Regions from separate parts of the Anas platyrhynchos genome. Here region 1 is linked to region 2. Evidence: chromatin contacts called from public Hi-C data. All regions are on one chromosome and are shown on one strand. Each heading gives the region's core, a stretch centred on a gene start, on an enhancer-like site or on the middle of the called end of the contact. The rest is flanking DNA. Distances are from core to core; before and after follow the strand shown. Region 1 overlaps AFG2A (AFG2 AAA ATPase homolog A). Region 2 overlaps LOC113839597 (a long non-coding RNA gene).

Region 1 (6,620 bases), core at 3,506-6,005, 480 kb before region 2:
CCATCATCTATCCTCAGTATGATCCTTGCTCCTAATTTTTTTGCTCCATTGATATCAACTTTTTTGCTTGTTCTTGAATGTGTTTTGTTTTTCACAGTCTTTCTCCCCAAAACTGTAGCTCTTCTCAGTCATCTGAATAATCTCCCCAGGTTTTATCTCATCTTTATCTGCCTGCCCTGCCAGAATTCTCTGTGTCTTTTTCCTTTTGGGTTCCCATAATTAGTCCTTTCTTAATGAGCCTTGGTTTTGCCCCAGTGTTCGAACTCTTGGTTTCAGTGTTTTCATTCCTCATATGTCTCTTGTTCCTTCCGGTGCTGGCTCTGGTATCCTCTTTCTCCTCCTCCTGCTTGACTAGATTCAGGCAACTCCAATGAGAGGAGAGGTCATTTTCCTGCTGTAATTTTGGGAGCCTGGATGCAACATGGCCTGCAGACTCCTTGAGTCTTGGTAGTTTCAATCTTTCAGTGGTCAAAACTTGGAAAATGTATCTGCTAAATGTCAGGAAATCTCACAAAGCTTTTTCAAATTAAGATGTTTCAAATCCTTCTAACATGGTCAGAACTCAAGACCTCCCTCCAAAGGTTAGGGTGAAGTCATTTTATTAAGTTTTAAAAATTATAAACAAAGCGACATATTTTTCCTGGTCTCCTTCTCATGCAACAGCTGAAATGTTTTGACTGGAACATTACAAAACAAATCAGTTGAAGGCAGGCAGCCAGTTTGGAAAGGACAAGAAGGTCAAAGCTCATAATAGCATAAACTACTAAATGCGTGACCTTATAGAAGTCACCCATCATTTTACATAATAATAAGTGCTGATATTTCTCTCTCTCCTAATAGAGTGAAAAATGTTTTAGTAAAAATGGAAGTCATGGTGAAGCAGAAGGCTTAGCATTGTCCGTAACCCGGGTTTTGTATTCATCACACCTGAGTACAGCTTGGGACTGTGCTGGGAGAGAGGAGCAGGAGGTGGCTGGTGTACAGTTTCACTGTTTGCTTGTACACGTTAAGGTGGTGACCTCTTATGTTTTAGTTTTAGGCTTAGAAAATCTCTGAACCTCAGAGCTTTATAATGAGCAAGTTGGAACACGATCAAACTTTTTACATTAGTAAGGGACTCCGAAGAGCTGTTGAATGTAGGGATTAGTTGATATGCACTTGTTTCTCAGTAAGGATATCAGTAAGCTTTTTGGTTAAGGTACTTTATGGATATTGGATGTTATCATTAGCCCATTCAGTTGATGAGTAGTATATTTTTTGTGAAATTTCTATGGGGAGAAAGAAAAATAGGACTTTATAGGCAGTTTCCACTAGCTGATTTTTTTTTTCATGTTGAAAGAGCTCCAACTTTACATTTTATTTGCTCCAGCAGTGATAAAAGCTGATGTCTTGTACATCTGACATGTACTGCTTAGGCACAAGTAGAAATACCATTCGTGTGCAGTAAGTATAACAACAAAAGAGAATGGGTTTGTTTAAGAAAAACGTGTTCTTTCTGTAAGATCTTAGTTATTAAAAAGACTTTAACATCAAACTAAATGAACTCAGTACTGTAATAATATAGTATTAAAGAAAAAAGGAACGATCTGAGTCATTGATTCATAGTATATCATTTTCATAAGGTATGTGGAAGGTTTGTTATGCATATGTGCAGGAGCACAAACCTAGGGCTCTGTTCTCATACAAATGAGACATTAACATCTCTTGTGATCAGTGCAAGCTTGGTGAATGATTTTGTAGGTCACCAGAGTACCTCAGGGTTGCATATGCCAATGCAGTTTAATAACAAAACCTTATTTGAAGCTCCGTGTATTTGATGTATTTACAACTGTAGAAACTGTTTCAGAATCACAAGTTTCCTAAATTTTTGAAGTAGCCTAGAAAACCATGTAGACTACAAGGTCTTTGAAGTCAATTGAGAGAGAAGTGTCTGAAAGCCAAATGAGTATTTTGATTCAGTGATGCCAAGCAATGGTTGATATGAGTCCACTCTTCACTTCTGAAAATCTGAAGTGACTGCTCCTTTCGGGGCTTGAGTCTGTTACACGTTCTTACTTACCTGAAGAATTTAATTAAACAGGGTGTAGTTACTTCTTTTGTTGTAATTGCAAGTGCACACCATCCATGGTGAATTAAGCTTTGTGTTACAGAGAAGCATGTTTATGCCAGGCATACAGAAAACAGTTTAAAACAGCTCTTGCTACTTCAGATAGGATGCAGAGTTCATTTTTCCATTAATATCTTCATTCTAAATTATAATTCCAACATAAAAAACATATTATAAAAAGATATTTTGGGGAAGAGAAAAATCCGTTTTGAAATTAATTGTACACATTAAGTTCACACTGCTAACTACTGGTATTTTTCCCTGTAAACTCATATCAGCATCTGTAACTTTGTAAAAACAAGTCTTTTTCATTCCTATGCCCCTCCATTTCTTTTTTTTTTTTCCCCACATCTGCTTTGTTTTTTCCTGTACATGGAGTTTTGCTTTGGAAACTGTGTTTGGAAACTGGGTTGGCAAGATGATAGAGAAGGATGACAGAACTTGTTTCAGTGCCACCAGAGGGTTTTTTTTTTAGGTGAAGACAAAGAGGCAGAGAACTAATGAAGTATGATGATAAATAGAGGTAAATAAACCTGTTGAAACACCGGGCTGTTTCTTCAGAGGGTTGCAGCCATTGCTGGCTTAGACACTATGGCATGTGTATATGAATATGGTTCTGTGTTGCTTGCCAGAATACCTTCCAGAACCCTGCTAAGAGAAGGGAAGGCAAAGTAAGTACCTATCACTTCACAGATGGAAGAGATAAAGTGAAACATCACTGCAGTGCTCTTGTCGATGTTTCATCAACAAGTCAAAAAAAAAATGACAAAAAACAAAACCACCACCAATAAACAACAACAAAACAGCTCTGTGGGTATTCTCGAGTGTTTCCAAACAGAGCTGATGATGATTTTTATTTTCTCACAGAAGACACAGGATTTATGCTTTTCAATCCACGCTATGCGTCTGTTTCCCAGTTGTATATTTCTCTGTGCTCTGTTTCTAGCAGAGCAGTTGGCTCTCAGAGTAGCTGATATGCAAATCTGAAACTTTACCTTTCCCTTGTGCACACCCTTCCACCTTGCTATGAAGTTATGTAATCCTTTCGTTAAAATAAGTCAACTTCTGAAAAACTGGAATAGGTGAGCAAGGTGGCTCTGTGCAAAATGAGAGGAAAGCCAACTGTTCCTTATACCAAAGCTTTTTTATGTCTTCGGTCATCCTTGCTGCCCTTTCCTGAACCTTTTCCAGATCTGCTATATCCTTTTTGAGAGAAATGCATACATTTGAGTGACTGCAAACAATGTCCAAGGAATGGGTGAAACATGGTTTTGTATGGGTGCATAGTGGTGCTTTCTGTTTTTGTTCTTTACTCTTTTATCAGTATGCAATTTTGAACACTTGATTTGCTTGTTTGACTGCAGCCAAGCATCACGCTGAAGTTTTCATGACTGTTAAAACTAGAAAGTCTGTCTCTGAAGTGGTAATGGTTCATCTGAGAGGCTCTTCTTTTACATGTGAACGGAAGCCTGAATTTCCCATCTTCATCACTTCACATTTACTTTTATTGAATGTTGCAAAGTCTCCTGAGATTGTTGGAGGGTTCTTCACCCTCAGTCTTCCTCCTTGTTACTTTGAATCAAAGGTAACATCAGTTTCATCAAAAGTCATGGCTCCTGTATTATATCATTTCTTTGGTATTAACCTTGATAAATGAGATGTAAATTTTATACAGGAAAAATAGATGAGACAAAAGGATCTGTGTTGTGTTTCTATAGAGAGATAACATAGGAAAGGCCCCTTCCCTGCCAGTGCATGCTGATAGCTGAAGACAGTTCCTGAGAAGCACAGATGGACTTGCTGAAAACAGAGTGAGAGATAAAGCATCACACAATATAATGAACTTGGAGAATTTGAATTCCTTCACTCTATTGTACAAAGGTTCCAAAAAGGAAGGGGAGAAAAACAATAAGCATAGCAATGTGTTTTCTTTTTACTCTGTCTTACTGTCAGAAATGACCACATGAGGTGCAGGTTCTGGTGTTTATATCTCTGGAGTTAAGTCTTTTGACTGAAAAAAAAAACCATGGATTGGCTTCCAGCAGGCTGAGAAATCTATTGTTTTCTACAAAGCATACTTTTCTGTTAGAGCAATTGCACACTAGTCAGCATTTATTCAAAATAAGCCTGCTATTTCAAGTATAAGAAAAACAAAACAAGAAAAAAAGTTTTTTGTTTTGTTTTTTTCAAAGGGGAAAAATATTCTAGAAGGAGGCTGTCTTCATACCATAGTCTAGCTTGTCATTGTGTGGAGAACATGAGCGTGCCCATCTTTTCATGAAGGTGGTAGTGGTGAAACAGCCAGCCAGTGGGGGCAACTAGCTGGTGTGAGAAAAAGGTATCTGTAAGAAAACCCATGTCTCTGTGGTGGGCTCCAGTGCAGAAAAATGCTGAATGCCAGCCCAGTCTGGGGGGAAAAAGCACGCCTGACAATGGTACAGCAAATGGAGGCTAGCACAGAATTGGGTCTTGTAGACAGAGAGAGTATATTTCAGATTGTAAATAGCTTAACTGTGCTGCAGAAGTTGTTTTTCTTAGCCGTGAATATTTTCTGCAGAAGTCACCGAGCGAGAAGAGGCAGCGTTAGCCAGTTTGCGAGGCAAGTCTTATTCCATTACTTAACAGGGAGGCACGTGAGATATGTAAGCAAGAACACACGCCAGGGTGTGTGTGTTCATCAGTCAACATATGAGGTGTGTGTAATTGGCAAACGCACACCTTGGAACATGTTACTGCACTTATAAAATGGCCATTTATTTTAGTTTTATGAAGGAATGCAAGTACTCTGCGCTAGCTTACAAAATTCTCTCTTTTAAATTGGAACACATTCTTTCATACATTAAATATTGAAGTGTGTTAAAGTCTTTAAATACTTGGTTTAGTGTTTAAGTACTATTTCAATCTGATATCTGAGCTTCTGTTTTGTCTTCATGCGCTAATGATGCCTTTAGAGTGGGTGTGAGGAAATGTAACTGGCTTCATCCTAAATTTCCCCACTGGTTCCTCTTTGTGGTTCTCTGAACTTCCTTGCCTATGCTTAGAAGCAATGTGGTCCCCAGGAGAGCTAGAGTGCAGATCACATTCTTCACCCAGAAACATTGTCTTCACAGGATTTTACTCCTAATGGCTTGGTTTTGTGCGGCAGAATTCAAGTCAAACACTTGATTTTTTTAACTGAAAAGTCTGGCTTGGCTAGTGCTGGTGTATGCTAAATAGTGCACTTGTTTGTTGTTTAGAAAATAACTAGTGTATTTTTTTGTCATGCTTGTGCGTGCATTTTACTATCAGAATGCAGACTCTCACATGAACAGGGAGGTGTTTTATGGTATTGCTTCATCTGCCTGCTCTCCTAGAAGCGTTGCTGAGGGCAGGAACTGTGTAAGGGGTAGGTGTGAAGAGGAAATAGGCTGTGCTCCTTGCTGCAGTGACGGCTAGCACAGCAGCTGTAGAAGAATGACACCTTCTTATTGAAGACCTCTGTATCCTGTGTGCATCCTAGATAAGAGTGATCACAATCGTGATGAAAGCAAGATGTAACTGCTGTAGAGACTACAACTGAGGCATTAGGTGCTCTTCTGTGACTGCTTCTCAAGAGTATTGCTGGTTAACATTCATAAAAAACAAAACCCTTCCCTTTTCTATGACTCTGCAGTCCCACTATGTCTGAGTCATGACTGAAGGGGAATCCTCTTGCTTCCAAGTATGCTCTTTTTTGGGTTACTTTTATGTATAGTGGACAGAGACTGAAAAGCAAAGAACCCTCCCTGCCCAGCATCAAAGGTTTGTTTGTAGGTTTGGTACTAGATCATTTGCAGGTTTTACAGAGAACAGGAATCTGTTTCATCTTTGTTTTGAACATGAAAACAGAATATGTTTCACATAAGATGCCACTTCACAAATAAAGAAATTGTTTAAGCAGACACATTTTCATAAAACACTGTGTGTTCTTATGTGATCTGCCAGCAATGCTGTGACAACACAAGTAATTTAAGTTCTTAAAAAAGACAAAATTTGAATTGGACCATTAATGTTCTGAGACACTGAATAAATTTTAAATGAAATTATTTTAATTAGTACTGTTCTAAGAGAATAAGAGTTGTGGTTTCATTCAGAATCACCAGCATTTGTGTACCTGGCGTGCCACCTGAAGTTCTGGGCTTGTAGAAAAATCTGAACTCCTTATGCAAATGTCAGCCTGTTGTTTTTTTTTGGTGGTGAGATTTCCATGAGTTTCTTTTTATTCAGATGAATCTTACAGAAATACTGATACAGAAGATCTCAACCTGGGACTTTGGTAAATTTGTTGGAACTCCTTCAGTCCACACTCAAACCTTTGTAACTGTTTTCTTTTCCTGTAAGTGAAAGATTGTGTTTTTTTTTTTTTTTTTGTTTTTTTTTTTTCCAATGCAGGAATCATTTCTGCATATGTTTTACTTTAAAGCTAAGCAGATATTTGAATGTTTGCAGAACTGTACTTTTGGGAACCAGAAAAAGGTGGCTAGGGTTAGTATCA
Region 2 (7,385 bases), core at 4,853-7,352:
TTGACTTACAGGGTCAACATGAAGTATTACTGTGTGTTTGGGGGACAGGGGGTAGGTGTTATGCCTATTCCTTATGATATTTCATTGCTATCATTAATAGCAAGTAGACAATTAAAACAAAGGCTTTTTTATTTTATTTTATTTTTCCCCCAGCCATTTATCAGCTTTGATTTTGGATTAAATTTGGAACAAGTTCTGAGATTATTTTACCTTAAATACCCAACCAAATTTTCTCTGCTAAAACCCCTTTTCCTATATACTGCGGTTTGTTCCAGACCTATTTATTTCTCTCATCAGTGGATTAAATATAAATAATAAAGAACTTACAGAAAATAGTTGGTCATTTAGTCACCAGTTGCTTGTTTGGATAAGATGGTTAACTAGAGGGCTTACGGTTTTCTCAGAGAAATATATGCATAAAGCAGCCACGTGTCTGAAAGCAGCCAAGTCTCAAGACATTTTTTCTCTCTGCTGAATAACCAAGCACTCCGTGTACACCTGCTCATTAATGCCCATCCTCGTTACTCACTGGAAAGCATTCCTGCCCTGGTAGTGCCCCACACAGCGCTATTCCTACCCGTGCCATTTGGCAAGCACCCAAAGCTACCAGGTCTGTGCAGCCACGTGCCCTGAAGATGCCAGCAAGCCCCAGCACTAGGGCTGCAACACAAACACCTTGAGCAGAAAATACAACCACGTTCTGAGGGTATGGTTTATAGCTCCTAATTACGCTTCAAAGCCCTGGAGAACATGACAAAAGACAAGTATGGGCTATAAACTGACAGTTCGCATATGTTGCTCAATTTTTCCAAAAGCTGAGTTTTTGCATCAGGGAAAAAAATCAGTGTGCAAACCCAGCAGTTAAAAGGAGCTGGCACCTGGTGGCTAGACCATAGGTCCTCTGGAGGTTTCATATCTCAGCACTCTTTTCTAGAGCAGGAAAACAAGATGGGCAACCTAGACGCTTAACACAGAAGTGCAGTGTCTCATTTTATAATCTCTTTACTTTATTGGCTCTAGGGAGAAGGGGAATTATTCAGAGAGGAATTGTGTAAGTGCTGTCTTTGTCAAACATGTGCAAAATGAGAAATAAACATTTAAAACAGCTGAAGGGCAAAGAAGGCACTGCCAAAAAATGCTTGTTGGAAAGAAGAAAATTAAATTTAAACCAAGTGCTACTAGTATTGCAAAAGAACAAGAAACAGAACCTTCTTCTATACACAGCACAGGAGCCACCACGGAAAACCTGGGTGGGGAGGGGGGAAGGCATCAGCACCAAGCAGAGCCACAGCTAGCCCATGTGTGCACAAAGCTGATTGCCAGCTAGGGCAGGTTTGGGTGGCCTCTGCTGCAACTTCTCTTCCTGGCCTCCATCTGCCCGTGGTGGGGGGCTGGCAACAGGGCTGGTCCCAACGGGAGTCACCCACTCTGTTGCAACTGCTTGGGCAGCCCCTTACACCACCTTCTGGCCGTCCTCCTGCATACCCCAAATGCCTCGTACATCCACATTTCCAGAACACAGCCTTTATAGAGCAGAACCATCCTGCTTTGCTCTACAGCAATGGGGTGTTTATCCCAAATTGTAGGATGCATCAAACTGAAAGCATTCCCCTATGTGCTTTCTAGGAAAAACAGGAGTCCCAAATCAAGGGACTCCATGGTCCACAGCAAAGACAGAAACAGTAAGACTATGAAGCAACTGCAGCATAGCCTGTTTTCCTCTACAGCCCCCTGTATGTCCAGAATAATAGCATATGTTAAATAACATGTTTTTGGGGATACCTCCACACTTCTGCAGACTCCAGACCCACCATCCCACACCTTAAACTTCTGCCCTGCACAAGGGACCTGTGCCATCAGCATGGGGAAGTTCCCATATTTGAATATGGGACTGACAAGGTTTGATAAACTGCATTTAATGCTGCCCTTGCATTTGCAAGTCAGCCTGGAAAGGTCGGCCCTCAGGAACTGTAGAGAGTGTGCTGAGGAGATTAGGGTAGCTGCTGCAAGAGCTGCAGGAGTCCCTGGAAGATGTTCAGTCATATGGTGCCAGCACAGCTCGCTGGGGCCCGAGGTAATAACAACCATCTGTCTAAGTCATTTTTGGTGTTGTCAAGTACTGTAATTGGAGGTAATTTTGCGTCTGAGTGTTTGATTACCTCTAGACTTCGGAAGCCAGTTTTACACCTTTTTGCAAGACTGAAGTTCACAGATCCTCTGAGGTGGCGGTTGCTTTCCAAGCAAAACCCCGATGCAAGATTGCCAAACTGGTGTTTTTATATAAGAGCATTCAGCTGAATTTCCGAATTAAGTGAAAGGGTGGTGGTACAGAGTGCCCTGCTTGGGAAGGGCTAACAGGAAAGCACCAGCATTTCGGGAAAGGTCATGTCTGTAATCATGCCTTTGTGCACAGTTGACTACAGGCTTGATTTCAAAGCAGTTTATAAATAAATTAAGGGGAAAGGTTGAGGAAACAAACGTCACTACAGCTTTGAGCCCTGGTAAAGTTGGCTCTGGCAGATCCTTAGTCCAGGATCCAGAGGAATGGGACCAGCCACTCATCCCTGACCCATCCTGTAGAGCCAGAAGCTGTGAGGGGCTCCTCTCTCAGGAGGAGGTATCTGCACTTGCCTTACAGCCTAAACTGTGCTCATCCTATCTGACTTTCGTCTTTCTATCCTACAGACGGACATAAGAACAGCCAAGACATAATTTGGCCCCATCGCTGTCCTTTTGTTATGATTACAAAATATCATAATATCTTGGTCAGCCGAAGGAACAGGGTGTTTAATTTCTCTCTCTCATTCTTTATGGAGATGGGCCTGAGCCATGAAGCTTGGATCCGGACCCAGGACTGAGCATTTTCAGAGCTGAGGCTTGTTTGGATGTGGGCTTCCGGCTGAGGCCTATCCCTTAATGCTTCACTGCGGCGCTGCCAGACACAGCATCAGTTTGCAAAAGGACAGATACGACTCTACGTCTGACACTTGCCATGAGAAACTAGGGTATGACACCTCCAAGCAACATCCATCTGACTTGTAGCAGATTTCAGGTTGTGTGTGTAATCCCTGCCCTAGCATATGTTTTCTACAAGTATCTGACAACTGATGCTCCCCTAATTGAAGTATTTGGGGTGGAGGAAAGAAGAATTATGAACAGCGAAAATCAAGTACTTCCAACTGCAAAACAGACATAAGCTTTTAAGGGACCAACTAATTTTACTTGCACTGCAAGAGGCCTCTACCTTCTATATTTTAAGTCTCAAGCAGGGAGATGAGGAGACAAAGCAGCCAGAGACCTGGGGAGGCTCAGCTCTCCGCTGCTGGTATCGCAGCCAGCAGTGGAGCTGGTGCTTACCTTGGCAGGGGCAAAGAGGGAAAGGCAGCCGTGCAGGCAGCCAGGAGAAGCTGCAGAGCAAGCAGCTGCTTCCTTCCTGCTGGTTACAGCTAGGGCAAGCGAGGGGAGGATCTGCTCTGCGACTGCCACCTGCACCCAGCCTAGGGGATGGGCGGTATTCGGATGCCTGACATCTGTTGTGGGGTGGGGTCCGGGGCAAGGGGGAGTTGGAAACAGCTTTTGTAGACTGTGGAAGAAGGCAGCAAGATATTTCTTCTTGCAGAGCAAGGCACAGCTGAAGAGGCAAGGGAGGTGATCCTGAAGGTGGTCAGAAAGACACAAGGAAAGGGAGGGAATACAATAAAGGGCAGAGGAAGGGGCAGAAGCAAGAAAGAGTAGAAAGGAAAATTCCTGCAGACAGTAGAAGGGAAATGTCTCCTATGAAAAGGAAGAAAAACTAAGGAATGGACTGAAGGGAAAATTGTAAGGAAAAAGGCATTGTGTGGCAAATGCTGCCAAAAAGGGCAGAACGTATACTGGATCTGTCAGAAGAGTGAGTCCAGGACATTTGTTTCCTATGCTTCCTAGGGACTGGTCCCCAGAGAAGAGCTTCTGCTCTTCTCCAGTGTCTCAGAACTGCAAGATGAAGAACTGGATTGTGTTAGGCACTGACCACAACTTAAAACACACTGCAAACATATTCCTGTTAATAAAAACCAGCTACTATTATTCAACCTCCATATACGACAAACTGGAGGTATAAATGAAGGGGTCTTTCACAAGAACACCAGGACAGAAGGTGAGAACAAGCTGATCTTCAGAGATGCTCTTCCTTCACAGTTCTGATTTTGGGAATAGCTCTTCAAACCCTGCATCCAGTCGTAAATTGAGCTATCCGAGTTCTGCCCCTTCACTTATGTATGTCACATAACCAGGAAACGGGAATTATACAAACTGCCTCTGGCTTCTGTAGCTAAGCAAAACACTGCACAGGCTTACTGCAACAAACTAAAGAATTCCTTAGTAACCTGGAATGCAAATTAAATGAGATGGTTTCCCCTTTCTGATGATAGATGTTTTGCATGAAGAAAAAAGCTAGCATTTGAGCACACAATTATGTGTGAATTCCTCACTGAGCTGTACTTAGTGTGTTTTAAGATGGTTCCAGTATCGTACTCAGACACTTAAAACCAAAACAAACTCAATTTTTTACCTTTTTTTTTCTCCCCTGAAGTAGATGAATATATTACCATCTAGAGGCACACAAATCTGTACAAATTTATGGATATGTTTTAATTCAGTTTATTTGCTCATTTATCCATTCCACCTCTTTGAAGAGAACAGAACTAATGGCTCTTCAAAAGCCATGTCTGTGCCAGAGGATGACAGCTACAGACACTCACTTTATACGGGCAGTGGTCAGCTCCCTGGATTTCCCACACAAAAGTCTCTGCCTTATTTAAAGCTTACATGCAATGCATCTAATTCCAGGAGCAAATGCAGTGCACAGGAATGCAGCACACATCACGTTTTGTCTGAGCATACAAAATAGAGATCTTTTATTTGGGGCATAGGACTTAAAGAGAGGAAGTAGGTGCATATTTTCAGGCACCCTGGCTTCTGCAGGGCTCAGTGCTGCTCTCACCCTGCTGCTCTCCTGCGGTCTTCTCCCAGCCAAGGGGAGATGAGGCTTGTGAGCCTTCCTTGCCGACTCTCATCAGCATCACTCTGGGGGTCAGGCAACAGGGTGTGATCTCAGCTGCCTCCTTCCTTCCTTGCTTCCTTCCTTCCCTCTGCTCTGTGGGGACCCAGGGCCCGATGTAAATCCACTGACGTCAACGGGAGTATGATCAAAGGGGCCTGGATTAGACCCCAAGGGCACTGCCTCCCAGAACTATTTATGGCAAATTGATGTGACTTCGGGGAAATGTCCTGACTTTGAAATTAAACAATCTAATTTTAAATATCAGGTGGAGCAATCTTCTCTTTAGGTCCTGATCCAGGAAATCATTGAGTACTTATTTAACTTTAAGCATCTCGTTAAGTCCTATGCTGTCCAATGTGAGCCCAGAATAAGAGCATTACGCAAGTTCACAAGTCCTTGGTTTAAGTACATAATTAAAGGTAAGCATGTGGCTAAGTGTTTTGCTGAATAGAGACGAAATTACTTGCATGCTTAGATGCTGTGCTGAACCAAGGAACAGGGGCTGCTTTGTGCTTGCTGAGAGCAGAGAACAGGGAGCACGTAGGAGGAAGCAGTGCAAATAAGAGACAAAGGCACTGAGCAAACTTGAGGAGTAGACATTTCTTTGAGAAATCAGGACTTCAAGACCTGCTGCAGAAATATCGATGTGTATAGGGAAGCCTGTGCATGCCTTGTCAGTATGAGTGATTTCTGCAGGCTTTCTCCTGTCTGGCTTCTCAGTCTCCGTTACTTTTCTAGGGCAGATTTGCAGGGATGCTAAGGCACATGTGGTTAAACACAGAGTAATACGAAGAAAAGTGAGTTTAAAAAAAAAACAAGAAGGAAAACAACCTGCAACACATTGCAAAGCTTATAGCTGCTGGCTATTCCATTCCTGCTGCAAGGTGGCCGGAGAGACCCGGCGGTCCTTAGTTTAGCTACGCGGGCGCCCCCCAAATCTGCAGCTGCTCCCGGAGCAGGACGAGCATCGCGGCCGGGCGACGCCGAGCGGGGAAGGGGAGAAGGGCAGGGCTGCGATGGGGATGGATGCAGCAGGGATGCGGTGGGGAGCCCCCGGCCGTGCCGCGAGTGCCCCCTGCCGCTGCCGGGCTGCGGGGCCAGCCCGGGACTCACAGCCTCCACCGCCCCCTGGTGAGCTGCGGCCGGCTCTTCGCTGCAAGGCTCACAAAACAGCCCTTTGCCTTTTGTGCTTCTGGGTTAGATGCTCGGTCTTATCTCCCAGCCTTTTACAGCAAGCGGTGCTCAAATGCAGGCTCGCCAGGCTGCTAAGGCGTGGGGCACCGCGTGTCTCGTTTAGCTGCTGTGCCTTTGGTTATCGCGCAGCCCACCCAGCATTGCTGAAACAAACCTGCAGCCATGCAGGGACAGGAGAGCTGCACAGCCCTCACATCCACGTGGAGGTGAGAGCAGTGCTCTGTACCACCAGCTAAACCCTCCCAGGTTCCTTCATTAACTTCCCACCGGTGCTGGGTCTGTCAGGCATGTGGGAACACGCTCTCCCTGGAGTCACGGCAGGGATTGCAAGGCACTGCCATGCTGCAACACCACACAGCGCACAGGCAGGGTTTGGTCACCTTGCCATGCTGCAGTAACAGAAAGAGGCAGCAGTAAGTGGAAGGACAGATTAACACAGAAGCAGACTGGGGTAAGAACTGCGTGGTGGTGGTGAACACTGCAGCTTGGACAGCACGGGACGCCCAGACTGAAATCTCAGGTCACGTAAAAACACCGTAGACCCATGAACTTTAGCTCCAGGGACTCGCACAGGACCTGGGTCCTCGCTTTCTCTAGGGCACAGCAGCTCAAGCAGTGGCACATAGCCACCAGCCCATGGATGGAGATGAGAAGAGAGCCTCCTGAAAGGCCTCCCCCTCCTGCAGGAGCAGGACTCCCCCTTTTCAGGAGCACAGCCTTCCCTCAGTCACAAGATCAGTTTCTGGGGGATGGTCACAGATACAGAAATATCACCCACACTTCCTCCCCGACAGAGCCACCCAGTGGTTTTTCTCATAAGGAGGAGAAAAAAAAAAACTTGTAAGAAAAACATAGTAGTAAAGTTCTAAGAAAAACATAGTAGTGCTTGCTACTATGACCCCTGCAAAACATTTGCTGTGTGATCCTCCTCTAGATCCTCTGGTCCCACCCTGGGGAAATTAACAGTTATCTCAACAAACTCAAGCTGTTGTTGGACCCCCCTCTGCAGACCAGCCGCGGGGCAGGGTGAGGGAACAGAGCCAAGTCTTGCAGGTGCACCCTGGACAGCAGCTCCTAGGGGCCTCACCACCAAAGGAGGACAAAGCGGGAGAGCAACGCGCCGCTGGGTATTACGCTGTGTCAACAAGCA

What was found. Hi-C and Micro-C count contacts between places; a contact is called where the count stands out from the background.
Region 1: a contact with region 2 is called in a Hi-C map of subcutaneous adipose tissue, with 5 times the contacts expected there. The contact joins two enhancer-like sites. A contact is called at or near these places in 4 of 8 Hi-C or Micro-C datasets (liver, skeletal muscle and subcutaneous adipose tissue).

The regions. Positions count from the first base shown.
Region 1 is chr4:46,198,961-46,205,580 of IASCAAS_PekinDuck_T2T, reverse strand. The region is part of intron 14 of AFG2A (AFG2 AAA ATPase homolog A); the gene reads left to right. Among named protein-coding and RNA genes, the nearest start is that of NUDT6, 69 kb to the left of the region's middle. Within about 2 kb of position 4,755, at least 1 of the 8 cell types and tissues checked has an H3K27ac peak or open chromatin away from gene starts, as enhancers often do. A contact at or near this core is called in subcutaneous adipose tissue, where this site is marked.
Region 2 is chr4:45,718,013-45,725,397 of IASCAAS_PekinDuck_T2T, reverse strand. The region is part of intron 3 of LOC113839597 (a long non-coding RNA gene); the gene reads right to left. Among named protein-coding and RNA genes, the nearest start is that of ANKRD50, 200 kb to the right of the region's middle. Within about 2 kb of position 6,102, at least 1 of the 8 cell types and tissues checked has an H3K27ac peak or open chromatin away from gene starts, as enhancers often do. A contact at or near this core is called in subcutaneous adipose tissue, where this site is marked.